Regions from separate parts of the Oryctolagus cuniculus genome. Here region 2 is linked to region 1. The links are chromatin contacts, called in public Hi-C maps. All regions are on one chromosome and are shown on one strand. Each heading gives the region's core, a stretch centred on a gene start, on an enhancer-like site or on the middle of the called end of the contact. The rest is flanking DNA. Distances are from core to core; before and after follow the strand shown.

Evidence for each region. A called contact is a pair of places that touch in the nucleus more often than the background predicts.
Region 2: a contact with region 1 is called in a Hi-C map of psoas muscle, with 1.9 times the contacts expected there. The contact joins the promoter of FRS2 here to the enhancer-like site in region 1. A contact is called at or near these places in 2 of 6 Hi-C or Micro-C datasets (ear pinna and psoas muscle).

What each region holds. Positions count from the first base shown.
Region 1 is chr11:71,950,559-71,956,937 of mOryCun1.1, forward strand. No RefSeq gene overlaps it. Among named protein-coding and RNA genes, the nearest start is that of YEATS4, 42 kb to the left of the region's middle. Within about 2 kb of position 3,268, at least 2 of the 8 cell types and tissues checked have an H3K27ac peak or open chromatin away from gene starts, as enhancers often do.
Region 2 is chr11:72,011,596-72,017,974 of mOryCun1.1, forward strand. It overlaps FRS2 (fibroblast growth factor receptor substrate 2), which reads left to right and starts at 2,768. Exons shown (of 10, transcript XM_051845655.2): 1 at 2,768-2,931.

The sequences.
Region 1 (6,379 bases), core at 2,018-4,517:
GTTATTTCACATCTACCAGCTACATTTGTCTACACTGTAAAATTAACATGATATTGTTCGTCGTGTAAGATCATCACCACTTTCAACTAAGCCAATGTGTATAAATTGCATTTTTGGCACTTTTGACCATTTGTAAAACTCAAATATATAAACAATGACTGTATATTCTGGTAGAGGGTGCATTTTTATTATTCCACACATTGAACAAATAATTTACTCTTAAGTGATACAGGAATACAAAAAGATTCAGATGTTTGGTTTTACAAGCTCTATCTGCACAGAACTTTCTGTTCAGTTTACTTTAAAATTAGATGGAAAATTTCATGGCATATGATATCTGGGAGTTGGACAGCACTTTTTTTTTTAACAGGAATCAAAATTTATTATTGATGATTAAGGAGCGCAGGAGACTGAAGCCCTCATGAGCAGAGGCCCGCCACTTGTCTAAGGACCACAGTTGGGGATATCTTTGACCCCACAGTCACCCAGGATGAGCCACTTCTCAGCCACCATGTCTTCAAATTCATCCACATTACACTCAGTAAAGCCCCACTTCTTTGAGATGTGGATCTTCTGGCGGCTAGGGAACTTGGACTTGGTCCTGCATAGGGCCTCAACCATGTACGTGGACAATATTTTTTAAAATATTTATTTAGTTAGTTATTTGAAAAGCGGAGTGACAGAATGGGGTGGGGGGAGAGAGGGATGAAGGGAGGGATATCTTTGATCCATTGGTTCACTCGCCAAATACCCACAACAACTAGAGTTGTCCAGGAGCCAGGAACTCCATCCCCGTCTCTCAGATAGGTGACTGGGACTCAAGTACTTGGGCCATCATCTTCTGCCTTCTTGGGTACATCAGCATCAAGAAGCTGGATAAGAAGTGGAGGAGCAGCCAGCGCCTTGGCTCACTTGGCTAATCCTCCACCTGTGGCGCCAGCACCCCGGGTACTAGTCCCGGTTGTTCCTCTTCCAGTCCAGCTCTCTGCTGTGGCTCGGGAGGGCAGTGGAGGATGGCCCAAGTGCTTGGGTCCCTGCACCCGCATGGGAGACCAGAAGGAAGTGCCTGGCTCCTGGTTTTGGATCAGCGTAGTGCCAGCTGCAGTGGCCATTAGGGGAGTGAACCAACGGAAGGAAGACCTTTCTCTCTATCTCTCTCTCACTGTCTATAACTCTCTCTCTCTCTGTCTCTCTCTCTCACTGTCTAACTCTGCTTGGACAAAAAAAAAAAAAAAAAAAAAAAAAAAAAAAAAAAGTGGAAGAGCCAGGACTCCAACTAGCACTCTAGTATGGTATGTGGGCATCCCAAGCAGTGGCTTGACCCTCAGTACTACAATACCTACCCTGGGATGATACTTCTTACATAATAATGAATCACCTAGACTTTCAGGGTGATTGCTGGTTTGGCTGCTAGGAGGTGCCCAGACTTTTAAACCAAACCAATTTGCGAGTGATGTAGTTGAATGCTTATCTATGCTATTGGGATGAATTTGCTCTATTACATGACTTTATTTCTCAGAGTAAACATACCATGCTTTATGGGTTATCAGTAAGGAAGAAAGTCTTCAGCAAAGTATTGTCGTCAGGGCAGACATTTGGCACAGTGGTTAAGACACCACGTGGGATGCCCACATCCCATACTGTGTTGCCGGGGTTTGAGTTCTGGCTCCTCTGCTTCTGATGCCCACTTCTGCTCCTGCACACCCTGGGAGGCAGGAGGTGCTGGCTCAAGTACCTGGGTCCCTACCATTCATATGGGAGACTCAGAGGGAGTTCTAGGTCCTGACTTCAGCCTGGCCCAGCTGGCTATTACAGCCATTTAGAGAGTGAAACAGAGAATGGAAGATCTCTGTCTCTCTGTATGTCTTTCTCTGTCTTTTAAATCAATATAAAAACCTTTATTTTTTTTTTTTAAAAATTGCAGGGTACACATAGGCATTCACGGAATACAGAAATGGAGTTCGGAAGCTGTGGAATCGTCCATGGTGCTCAGCACACAGAAGGAGCAGCCCTTTGGCCTGGAAGCCAGAGACCAAGAAGGCCGCGAGAGAGGAGCAGGGAAGCTTGTTTTCCCAGCTGGCCTCTAACTTAAGCTGTTAAATAGGCACAGCCAGTGTACTCCATGGTTTTTCAACCAGCATTTGGTTACTTTGGAGCTAGTAATAGACCTGGTGACAGGGGCATTGTCAAAGCGAGTATGGATTCAATGGCAAAAATGGCAGAGGAGGGGCTGGTGTTGTGGTACAGTGGGTTAAGTCACTGCAGGTCCTGGCCGTTCTGCTTCCAGTCCAGCTCACTGCTGATGTGCATAGGAAGCAAAAGATGCTCCAGTGCTTGGGCCCCTGAAGCCCATGCGGGAGCTGGGTGTTTCTGGCTCCTAGTTTCATCCTGGCCCAGCCTTGGCTGTTGTGGGCATTTGGGGAGTGAACCAGAAGATGGATGAACTCTCCTTCTCTCTCTCTCTCTCTCTCTCTCTCTCTCTGCATTTTAATTAAATAAAAAGAATAAACAAATTTTTTTGAATGAGAGAGGAGCAGTCTCTGTGCTTAGAATAGGTAACTACAGCTATGAAAGACACGGTTGTGTGTTCGTGGGTGAGGGGAGGTGACCACGTGTGAGATAGAAGCCGAGGGAAAGGCTCGTGCGAGCACAAGGGCCTGGTCAGGTCATCACAGACATCAACACCAGCCCTTGAGGGTGCCATGAGCATTGCCGCCTGAAGGTGGCATCTCTCCCCCTGAAGGGTTCCTAGGGAGAATCAGAAGCCTTGGAACACATTTTTGGAAGGTCAGTTCACATCTGTTTTCTATTTGTCATGTTCTGTCAGCACTTCTGTGAGAACAGAACCATTACACCAGCCGGCAAAGCCAGGGGCGGCTGATCCTGAGGCCTGGCATCTCCCGGGGCCTAAGTCCCTCCTTGGTGGAAGAGGAGTGGAAAATCCTGCTGTGCCTCTGCTTCTATTCTGCTGCTGCCCTGCCACTAACTCTCCTCCTCAGACTGGGCTTCAGAGAGCAAACAGGTACCAAGGATTCAGCCTGGTTAATGAGTGGCTGCACTCCCCCCTCTGCCCCCTGACACACACACTCCCCTTAAAAAACACAACATCAACGCCCACAAACACTGGGGAGGCTTTTTAACCTCGGCTGTGTTTCATTAGCTATTTAGCAAGCAGCACAGGAAAAATGAAATTCCCCTGAATTGCGTACTGCGTACAGTCCTCTAGCTGGGCAACTGGCGTCTGCCCAAGAGCCACACTGCAAAGTGATTGGCCCCAGGGAAAAACCCAGAAGGCACTCACACTCACTGTGGCCTAGCCATGGTTATCAGGACAGTGGGGATTTCCCCAGGGTGCTTATCAGTGGGTGGGGGGCAGTTATCACAGGTAAGGAGAGATGGCCATGGGTTGGGTCAAAGGGCAGCCCAAGAAGCACACTGGGTCACATTCCATGCCCACCTCTTTACAAACCTCCCGGTGCCACCTGGTTACCCAGGCTGGTTTCACCTGGATTTGAGTTTGGAATGACAAGGCAAGGCTGCCAGCTCACATCCCTGTCAGTCGGCGTGTAATCCTCCACCTCCCAGGAGGGCAGTGCCCCAGACTGGCTCAGGCCAAGGATCAGGATCTGGAGTGAATACTCCTGAGTTTCTGGGCAGAGGGAAGGGATGAAGGGCTACTGCCCAGGTGGAAGACTGCCCAGGTGGGAGGCTAAAGCTCCCACAGCGAGAAAACCCATGGCCTGTGTTCTCCTCCAGTCATTCACTGGTGTTTCCAAGCTAGCTTTAAGATAGAGAAATACGTAATATTACTGATCACTATGCAAGGGCCGTGTTTCTAGGGCTGTTTTCTTCCTGGTGTTTCCACACACACAATAGCCACCACTTGTTACTGTGGTCACAGTCCCCCTGTAAATCAGCAGGATGTACGTGATGTTTGCATTCTTGTTGCACACCTCACCAGAAGTGCTTGACAATATTTTTACAATAGGGAAAAAAAGCAATCAAAACGTTTGAAGCCAGCTGTCCCTTAAAAACTAAAGAAAAAAGAAAAAGAAAGAAAGAAGGAAAAAAACCTGCTGATGGAGAGCTCTGCTCTCATGTAAAAAGAGATTTCAGTTCAGATGATCAAATGAAGTAAGTTATATTTAAAGTTGCTGGGTTTTTTGCTTATCTTAGTCAAATAAGGCTGTGTATTTTACAGATGAAATCAAAGGTCATTCTCCTGGCTGAGGCAGATTCTGGGAATTGTCTTATATTAGGGAAGCCATTTTAGCAGTGACTTAAGCTTTGGCAGGTGGCTGTACTACTCAAGTCATGTTCAGTGAATGGAAGAGTTCCAATATCAAAGCTGTTTTTGGTCTGCAAGAACCGTATTGCAATGGGTGTGTGGGTGTGTGTGTGGGTGTGTGTGTATGACATTTTTTACTGGTTTTCTGGTCAGCACCAGATCTTTTTTTTTTTTTTTTTTAAGATTTATATATTTATTTGAAAGGCAGAGTTACAGAGAGGCAGAGAGAGAGAGAGAGAAAGTCTTCCACCTGCTGGTTCACTCCCCAAATGGCTGCAATGGCTGGAGCTGGGAAGATCCGAAGCCAGGAGCCAGGAGCTTCTTCCGGTCTCCCACATGGGTTGACACCAGATCTTGATTATCAACTCTGTATTCCTCTTTTTAAAAATGTCTGCAATGTAAAAATGCTCATCTAAAATAATCACCTGCCAACAAAGTGAAGTAGGCACTGGAGGGAATCAACAACCCAGAAGTAGAGTGACTCAAGTTTTCTCCCTACATACTTAACTTGGTAGAATTCATCCCTCTGTGATAGGGCTAAGCTTTATTTATCTGTTTCATACCAAACTAAAACCTACATAATCTAAATAAACTCGGGTTAATCCTTCAACTGGGGTACCTTATCATCCTCACAATGGCCAATAAGTTATATAAGCATCGCTGGCTTTAGTTTCACTTCAATCATTACCTCTGCTCACCTCTCTGATCAGTCTTCCTTTAATGCCTGATTGAAGTGTCACATCCTCTACACCCTAACTTTTCCACTCTCCATCTCCCCCCATGAGTAAAGTTTCCCTATATTTTCTACATACTTCTATGTTTATCATGCTTTAGTGTCAGTCTCACCAGTCTGAATGAGAACCCCATCAGGACAGGAACTATGCCTCTCCCATGTATGTATGCTAGGACCTGACTCAGTGCCCACTGTTACAGGAAGCTTACACAGAAGCTTGTTGAAGGAAAGAATGGTATGTATTGGATGCTCTGATGGGATAAAAGGTAGAGGAATTAGTCCCTACATAATATAGTGGGCCAAAGAAAATCCAGCTATAAAAGAATGCCAGAATGTCCAAGGGATCTCCAAAAGTTCAGGAAAATAAGCATTGTCTTCTTTTTTTAAAATTTATTTATTTATTTGAAAATCAGATTTATACAGAAAGAGGGAGGGACAAAGAGAGAGATCTTCCATCTGCTGGTTCTCTCCCCAAATGGCTGCAACAGCTAGGGCTGGGCCAGGCCCAAGTCAGGAGCCAGGCTTCTTCTAGGTTTCCCACTTGGGGACAGGAGCCCAAGGACTTGAGCCATCTTCTGCTGCCTTCCTTGGTGCATTTAGCAGGGAGATGGGTGGGAAGTGGAGCAGCTGGGACTCAAACCCATATGGGATGCCGGTGTCACAGGTGGCAGCTTTTCCTCCTGTGCCACAACATCAGCCCCTGGGAGGACCTTCTTAACAATGGGCCTGCATCAACAAAGGGAGCAGCATGGTGCAACTTCAAGTTGTCTGGTGAACATACAGTCATCCAGGTGATGTTAGGTGGATATCAGAAAGCAATAGGTTGGGTCTGGATGGTTGAAGGTCGTAAGTTTTGGATTTTCTTTTTCAAGTGATGGGGAAAACTAAAAGTATCTTAAATACCAAGAACGGTATAGGAAAGGTGGGCTGTCATTCTGTTGAAGTCGAAATATAACTGGATTGCCAAGAAGGAAGTGGACGAAAATCCTGACAAATCGCCATGTCTCATTCCCTCAGCTACCAAATGTAAAGTAGTAGAAGAAAGACAGGATCACAGCAGTGTTTTACAAAGATGGTTTTGCCAGGGTGCAAGGAATGAGATTTGGATGAGGGACAGGAAGCAAGGGGAGCGGTTGAAAGGAGTTATGAGAGTGGACACTTCCAAAGCTGAAACATAAGGACAAAACCCACAAGTCTAGGGGACTGCAAACTCAGATGCTTCCCAGGCCCTTACAGGTAACAAAAGTGAGCATAGAGGGCCAGAAGCTGTTCTGACCACCTGGTGGTCACACGTCCTGCTCAAAGGTCCCACACCATTGTTGCCATGTGGAAATGTGGCCCCGAGCAGCCAGACCATT
Region 2 (6,379 bases), core at 1,518-4,017, 61 kb after region 1:
TTTTTTTTACTGTTTTTCTTCAAAAAGCTCCAAGGGCTTACACTTCTAGTTCCTCATTTGTTCTGACATTCCGATGTGGGAGGGGCAGATTTATGATAACATTATTTATAGATGGAGAAGTTGGAATAGAGATTAAATCGCTTACTCAATGCTGCATAGCTGAGGTTCTGGAGCCCACACTGGAATTTGGTTCTCCAGGGTCCGGCCACAAAGTGGAAAGAGCATGAGTCTTGGAATTAGAAGGAACTCTGTTGGAATAATCCTGATTCTGTCTCTTAGCAAGAAGGTGACCTTTCATCAATTCCCCCACTTAAATCTCAGTTATCCTCATCTGTGAGATTAAGACCATAAAACCTCATGGCAGTGTAGAAAAGTTTTAGAAAACACATGTAAAGCCTTGGCACAGAGCAGTGCTCAAATAAGATTTGTTCTACCCCCAACCCAGTATCATTTGGTTAAATTTCAGTAGAGATTTAAAGTAATAAAAAGAATCCTCCATTGATATCAACATTTTTCCCTAGCTTCCTCTCCTACTGAGAGCAAAACATGAATTAAAATGTCTCAATATGTCCTTTAATTCAATGGGAAGGACTTTTGCTTCAGTGAAAAGACTGCTGTTGGGATCATCAGGCAAAGAGAGGAGTAGGTGGAGAGAAGAAATCAGAACACCCCAGAACTTCCCCCTCCCCAGGCCTGTTAAAACACAGATCGCTGGTCCCACCCCCAGTTTCTGATTCCCAAGGTCAGGGGCGGGATCCAGTGATGTGCATTAGTAACAAGCCCACGGATGATGTGGAGAGCTGCTCTTCCAGGGACTACACTTTGAGAAGCCTTGGTACGGTTAAGTGAAATTCTGGGGGTGGGGCCTGCGATCTGTTGTAACAGGCCCTGCAGGTGATTTCTGACGCACTCTCAAGTTTGAGAACTGCGGGCAGACTGGTGAAAAGCGTCTGAGAAAACAGGCCCGCATTCAAATCCTGATTGCACCATTTACCAGTTAATTTACTAGTTAAGGGGTGAAACCATAAAACTCTGGTGCCTCTGCAGCCTGCACAGGGCCTGACCACGGCTGTGACTGTGGACTCCTCCCGCCCCAACCTTGGGTGGACAGAGAGTCTTGCCAACCCAGTCTTTGGGTTGGGCATGAAAGGCTGCTTGCATTTGGGTATTATGGAAGTATTTGCAAACACTTTGGTATTCACAAAAAATAAATTAGCATTTGCAACAAGCCAATACCAGATACATTATTTGTATCTTAAATTCCTAAGAAGGGATGTTCAACTCTTTCCATTTCCCCTGCTTTTTTTCATAGGAAATTTATTTTTATTTATTTATTTATTTATTTTATTTGAGAGGTAGAGTTACAGACACAGAGAGGGAGAGAGAGAGAAACAGGTCTTCCATCTTCTGGTTCACTCCTCAAACGGCCAAGACAGCCGATCGAAGCCACGAGCTAGGGGCTTACTGTGGGTCTCCCACGCGGGTGCAGGGGCCCAAGCACCTGGGCCATCTTCCACTGTTCCCCCAGGCCATCAGCAGGCAGCTGGTTAGGAAGTGGAGCCCCCGGGACTGGAACTGGCACTCACATGGTGATGTCGTTGCTGGAGGCAGAGGCTTAGCCCACTACACCAGAGCCCCCGCCCTTCATAGGAAGTTTTTGAAAAGCGTCCCCCACTGTATGAAGAGACATCAGTGGGTTTGTTTTGCAGATAGTGTGCACGCTAAGAGGCCCCCCTCCACCCTTGCCCCTTTATCTGCCCTCAGACATTTGAGGTCTTTCCAGAGTCGGGCACCTTTCCTGGCCCGTCACGTGACTCTGGGTCCTCAGCCCGTCTTGGCTCAGAGCCTCGCAAGTATCCAGGCTGGCCTACCTGGTGAAAATTTGTACTCTTTGTTTCCTTCACCAGCCCTTCTATGGCCCATCGCGGGTGAGGTAGAACAGTTGACTTTTACTTCGTGTCAGATACTGAACTGTTCTGCATGCACTATCAATCTGATACGGTAATTCAGGGATGATGGATTATACATACATACATAAACAACAAGGCAACTGAGGGTTAGGTTAAGGGACTTGCCAGGGAGGAAAACTGAAAGCGAGTAAGATCCAGGCAGGGAGACTCCAGGACTGCCCCACCTCTTGGCCTTTGTTGCCAGTGGCAAGCGACGACAGAATTGATATAGATCTATATAATTTAGTTTCTGTCCTTCAAGAGCTTAAAAATCCTGTTAGGGTTAGAGGAGAGTTATAGACACAGCGCGACTTAAAATAAAACCAAGAGGCAGCATTTGTGGTATTGGGTTTGGTATCTTCGCCTCCTCTGCCAAGATGTAAATAGCACCAACCTCGAGAGGCTGGCGGAGCGCACGCACCAGAACCGCTGGGTACAGTGCCCACCGCGTAGTAAGCGGCCCACCGATGCCAACGACCTCTGTTTGTAAGGCAGGCAGGTGGGAGTGAACGCTGGCGAGGCGACGGGCCAGGTGTGTGGGTGCGCAGCACTTTTGCACCGCAACTTTCCAAGCCTCAGCTTTCGTTCTGCGAAACTACGGCCTGGAGCACAACCACCCCTAAGCGCAGTGAGAAAGTAAAGGCTGCAACCTCACCCCCAGGAGCCCAGCAGCCGCGGGGCCGAAAGGGTTAGCCCAGGGCCCGGGGGCGGCTTTGCGGGCGCCGGCGGGAGAGGCCCCGCCCCGGCCCGGCCCGCCCAGGAGGCCCTGGCAGCTCCAGCCCGCGAGCAGTTCCGGTGCCAAAACCCTTCCCTCCCCCGCTCCCCCGGAAGTGCTTTTCTAGGATTCGGGCCGGAGAGAGGCCTTGTAGGCACAGCCGCTGGGGCTCGATCGGGTCCGAGTACGGGCTCCTCCCGGGTTTGGAGTGCGGGAGTCCGCTCCCGCCGACCCGCGTCCTGCCCGTGGCCAGCAGCGGGGCCGATGGTGAGTGGCCGCGGGAAGGGACTGGGGCGGCCGCGAGCCCGCGTCGGAGCTAGCGCTCTGGGGGCCCCCGCTGCCCGCTCCGGGACTCGGGGCTCCGGACTGTGGGCTCGGCTGTCGGGGTCCGGGAAAGGGTGTTGTCGACCGCCGCGGTCACAGCCCAGCCCGGGGGTGCGGGGGGCGGGAAGAAGCGGGTTGCGGGGCCCTGGGGTGGGCGGGGCGGAGCCTAGGAGGGGGGTTCCCGGAGCTGTTGTTGCTGTTGGGACTCGGGAATCGGGATGGGCTGGGCCTCTGTCCGTCCGCCCCCCTCGCTTCTGCTCCCCCAAATCTCGCCGCCTCCCGGGTGTGAGTTTCTGTGTCTGATTTGGGGCGATAGACTTGGACCCTAGACCCGATCCTGGGCTCCAGTGCCTGACTTTTTCCTCTTTTGGGTCTGCCGCCGGGCTCAAGAATTAGCCCGGGTCCCAGGGGTGCCGCCGCTTCGGTCCCAGGGTGGGGCGCTGCTGGTGTAGATGCCGAAGATCTTCTGCAAGGCTTTTCGTCCATGCCCACTTCGGGGTTGTCCTGGATGGATTTGGACTGCGCTCGGCATCGGTTCGGGAGACGTAGGTTCCCGTGGCGCCAGTGCCTTGCATGTTCCTTTCTCGCTTGAAAGCTTGTTGAAGCTTGTTGTGGAAGTCACTTCAAAACAAAAAACAACTTGCCTGACGAAAACAGCGAGTTCAGATAATTTCGCCTAGCGTCTTGCTGACGTCAGAAAATGATGGTGTTCTTTAAAGTGCGCTCGGGAGTCAGAGTTGCGTTGAGTTCAGTCAAGAGGTTTATCGCACGAACCGATTGCAGAGGCTGGGAGAGTTATTAAGTCCCCTTCCTTCCAAAGTTTGCTTCCCTTTCTGTTTGGAACTGTCATGCTCCTTAACTTTCAAAGAGAAGCCGCGCTTGATTTCTCCGGAAAGGCTCCCGGTACCGTTACAGCTGTTGCTGCAATGCAGGGGTTCACACAGGTGGGCAGAGGAGTTTTGTTTGCTTAAACTTACATCGTGAAGTGTTTGCCTCGCTAACTTGAGAGTTTCCTGGAGAAGAGGATGATGTAGGGAGTTACTTCTAGGAAGCAGGTTTTGAGGTACTAAACTGAAGGAAGGTTTGTGGGAAATACGGGTTTTCTATATTTGATTTTTTTTTTAGTATGGCCATAAGGGAATGCAGTGAAGACGGATTATGACTGTGAGCGGTTGACAACTGTGTTTGCAGTGTGAAGTATACACGGAAGTCACTTTGATGCAGCGCGTGGCCCTCTCTGCACCTCTCGTGTTGTGCTTCTATTAGGACTTATACTGTAGTTTTTTGGGTGCTGATGTCATTCTCTCTCCTCCCACCGCCGGCAGGGGAGGGAAGTAATATCATGAATTAGGGAAAATAGACTGAAGTGACAAGTTCAGTGAGCTCTCTTATGCAAAGGAAAATTTATTTCGGCAGTGTTGATCTTGAGCAAGCAAACGGTGGCTGATTTTAAAAGTCCCTGGAAAAAATTGTAGAGATGAGTTGCACAACTTTAAGATTGATATGCGAACTGTAGATCCTTAGGCATTTGAAGCGCTTGATTGTTTAGAACATAAGGTTGGATGATTGTAATTGAGAGAATCTGGAAAAGAATCAAGTTAGATTTGCGTATGGGTCTGCACTACAGGTATGTATTTAATGCGTTTGAAGAAAAATATTTCAAGAGTTGTTAAGAGCAGAAAAAGAAGATTGGGGAAAATCGCCTTATTTGACACATTGCAAATTTTATATTACTCCGGTCAGTTCAACAAATGCTGAACATTTGCTGTGGGCCGAGATGTGTTAAGCAGCTGTGGGCAGTCTTAGCCACAAGGCCGAGAAGCGATGTGTTAAGCAACTATGCAGGAGCAAATAAAGATAGAGCTGTACAACTAAGACTCATGTTTTGGCAGTAATTTTCTGAGGTGTGCCTGAAATCCTCAAGAGTTGAATTATATTGTTTAGGCATTACTGATCTTCCCCCCCCCCCCCCCCCCCATTGTTGGGACTTAACATCAGAGGTAGGTGTTGAGAGCCTCGTGAAAAGCACAGTGTTCTGCTTAACTTAAGGCTGGGAAGATCCCGTCTTTGGTCTTTAGGACTTGGAAATCTAGTTGGGGTGTAAGATATTTGCATAGAAATTTACAACATAAAGGAATACATGTAAATACTACCTCGGTGGTTTGATCTAAAGTTTGGAGTTGTGTAAAAGGAAAAGGGGCTCATTTTTAGTTTAAGTAACTGTAGGAAGTAGGAGATAAATATTTACAAGGATAACTCTGCAACTCTTGTTTATTGGCCATTTACGGAGCAGCAGGCTATATGCTAGTGCAACAACCTGTTAGCCATCTTTCTTAATAATGAAGATGCTGAGGCTCAAATATGTAAAGTAACCTGCTGGGGGCTTTGTGGCTGGCAGGTAACAGTCCTCAGTTGAATTTGTATCTGTCTGGTGCCAAAGCCTGTGCCTCTCCACAACCTGGCACTGTATCCTCATACACTGGCAACCCAAGTTCGTTGTTTTCTGAGACAAAGGTTTTGAGCTTGGGATTAGGCGGGTGAAGATGACGTTTCAAATAAAGAGATTGTGGCTAGAAGACGTGTGGTGTTGGAAAGGTTCCTTATGTATCTAGAGAAGAGTTAGTGGAAGAGGTGGAAAAGGTTTCTTGGGGGAGAAAAAAAGAAAAGAAAGTGTAATCTAAGAAAAAAAAAAGGTGAACTGAAATAGAAGGTTCATTCTGGGGAGTAAGAGATGAGGTTTGAAATTTAAGTTGGGGCTGGATGGGGGACATGTTTGAGTGTCACATTTAGAAGTTTGACATTTGAGAGGTAAGGAGAAGTGACTAAGGTCTAACCGTGTAGTGTGCAGAATGATTTGTTGTGGGCAGTTGACTTTGAATATTATAATATCAACTGGGCAAGGGTAAAGGCAATGGGCTGAGAAAAAAGGCTCGACAGGACTTGGTAATTTTAGTGGGTGGAGGGAGAGAGTGATGGGGAAGGTTTGGAGGACATGGAGATTGAAGGTTGTGCTTTTTAAATGTGGGCGATGTTGACGGTAGTACTGTTACTAGGAGTATGAGGAAGAAGGTGGAGAATGAGGTCAGCTTTGGATGCTGAGTTTTCTGTAGAGTTGCCAAATACAGGGTATGCCCAGAGGCTTTTGGAAATGAAGGTTTGCAGTTCAGCAGAGAGGTTAGGACTAGGCATATGTTAAACATGGGTGTAGGGAAAAATACAAATAGGCGTACTCATTGTAGCTGAATCTGTGTAAGGAGATGAAGGCGCCAAGGGAAAGTGAACAGGGGAAAGAATAAAAACTTTATTTTAGCTGACATCTGATGAAGACAGAAGGAAGAGACACTAAAATTGTTTCAGGCATTGGGTAAAGAATCTGATAGTGTGTATGCTG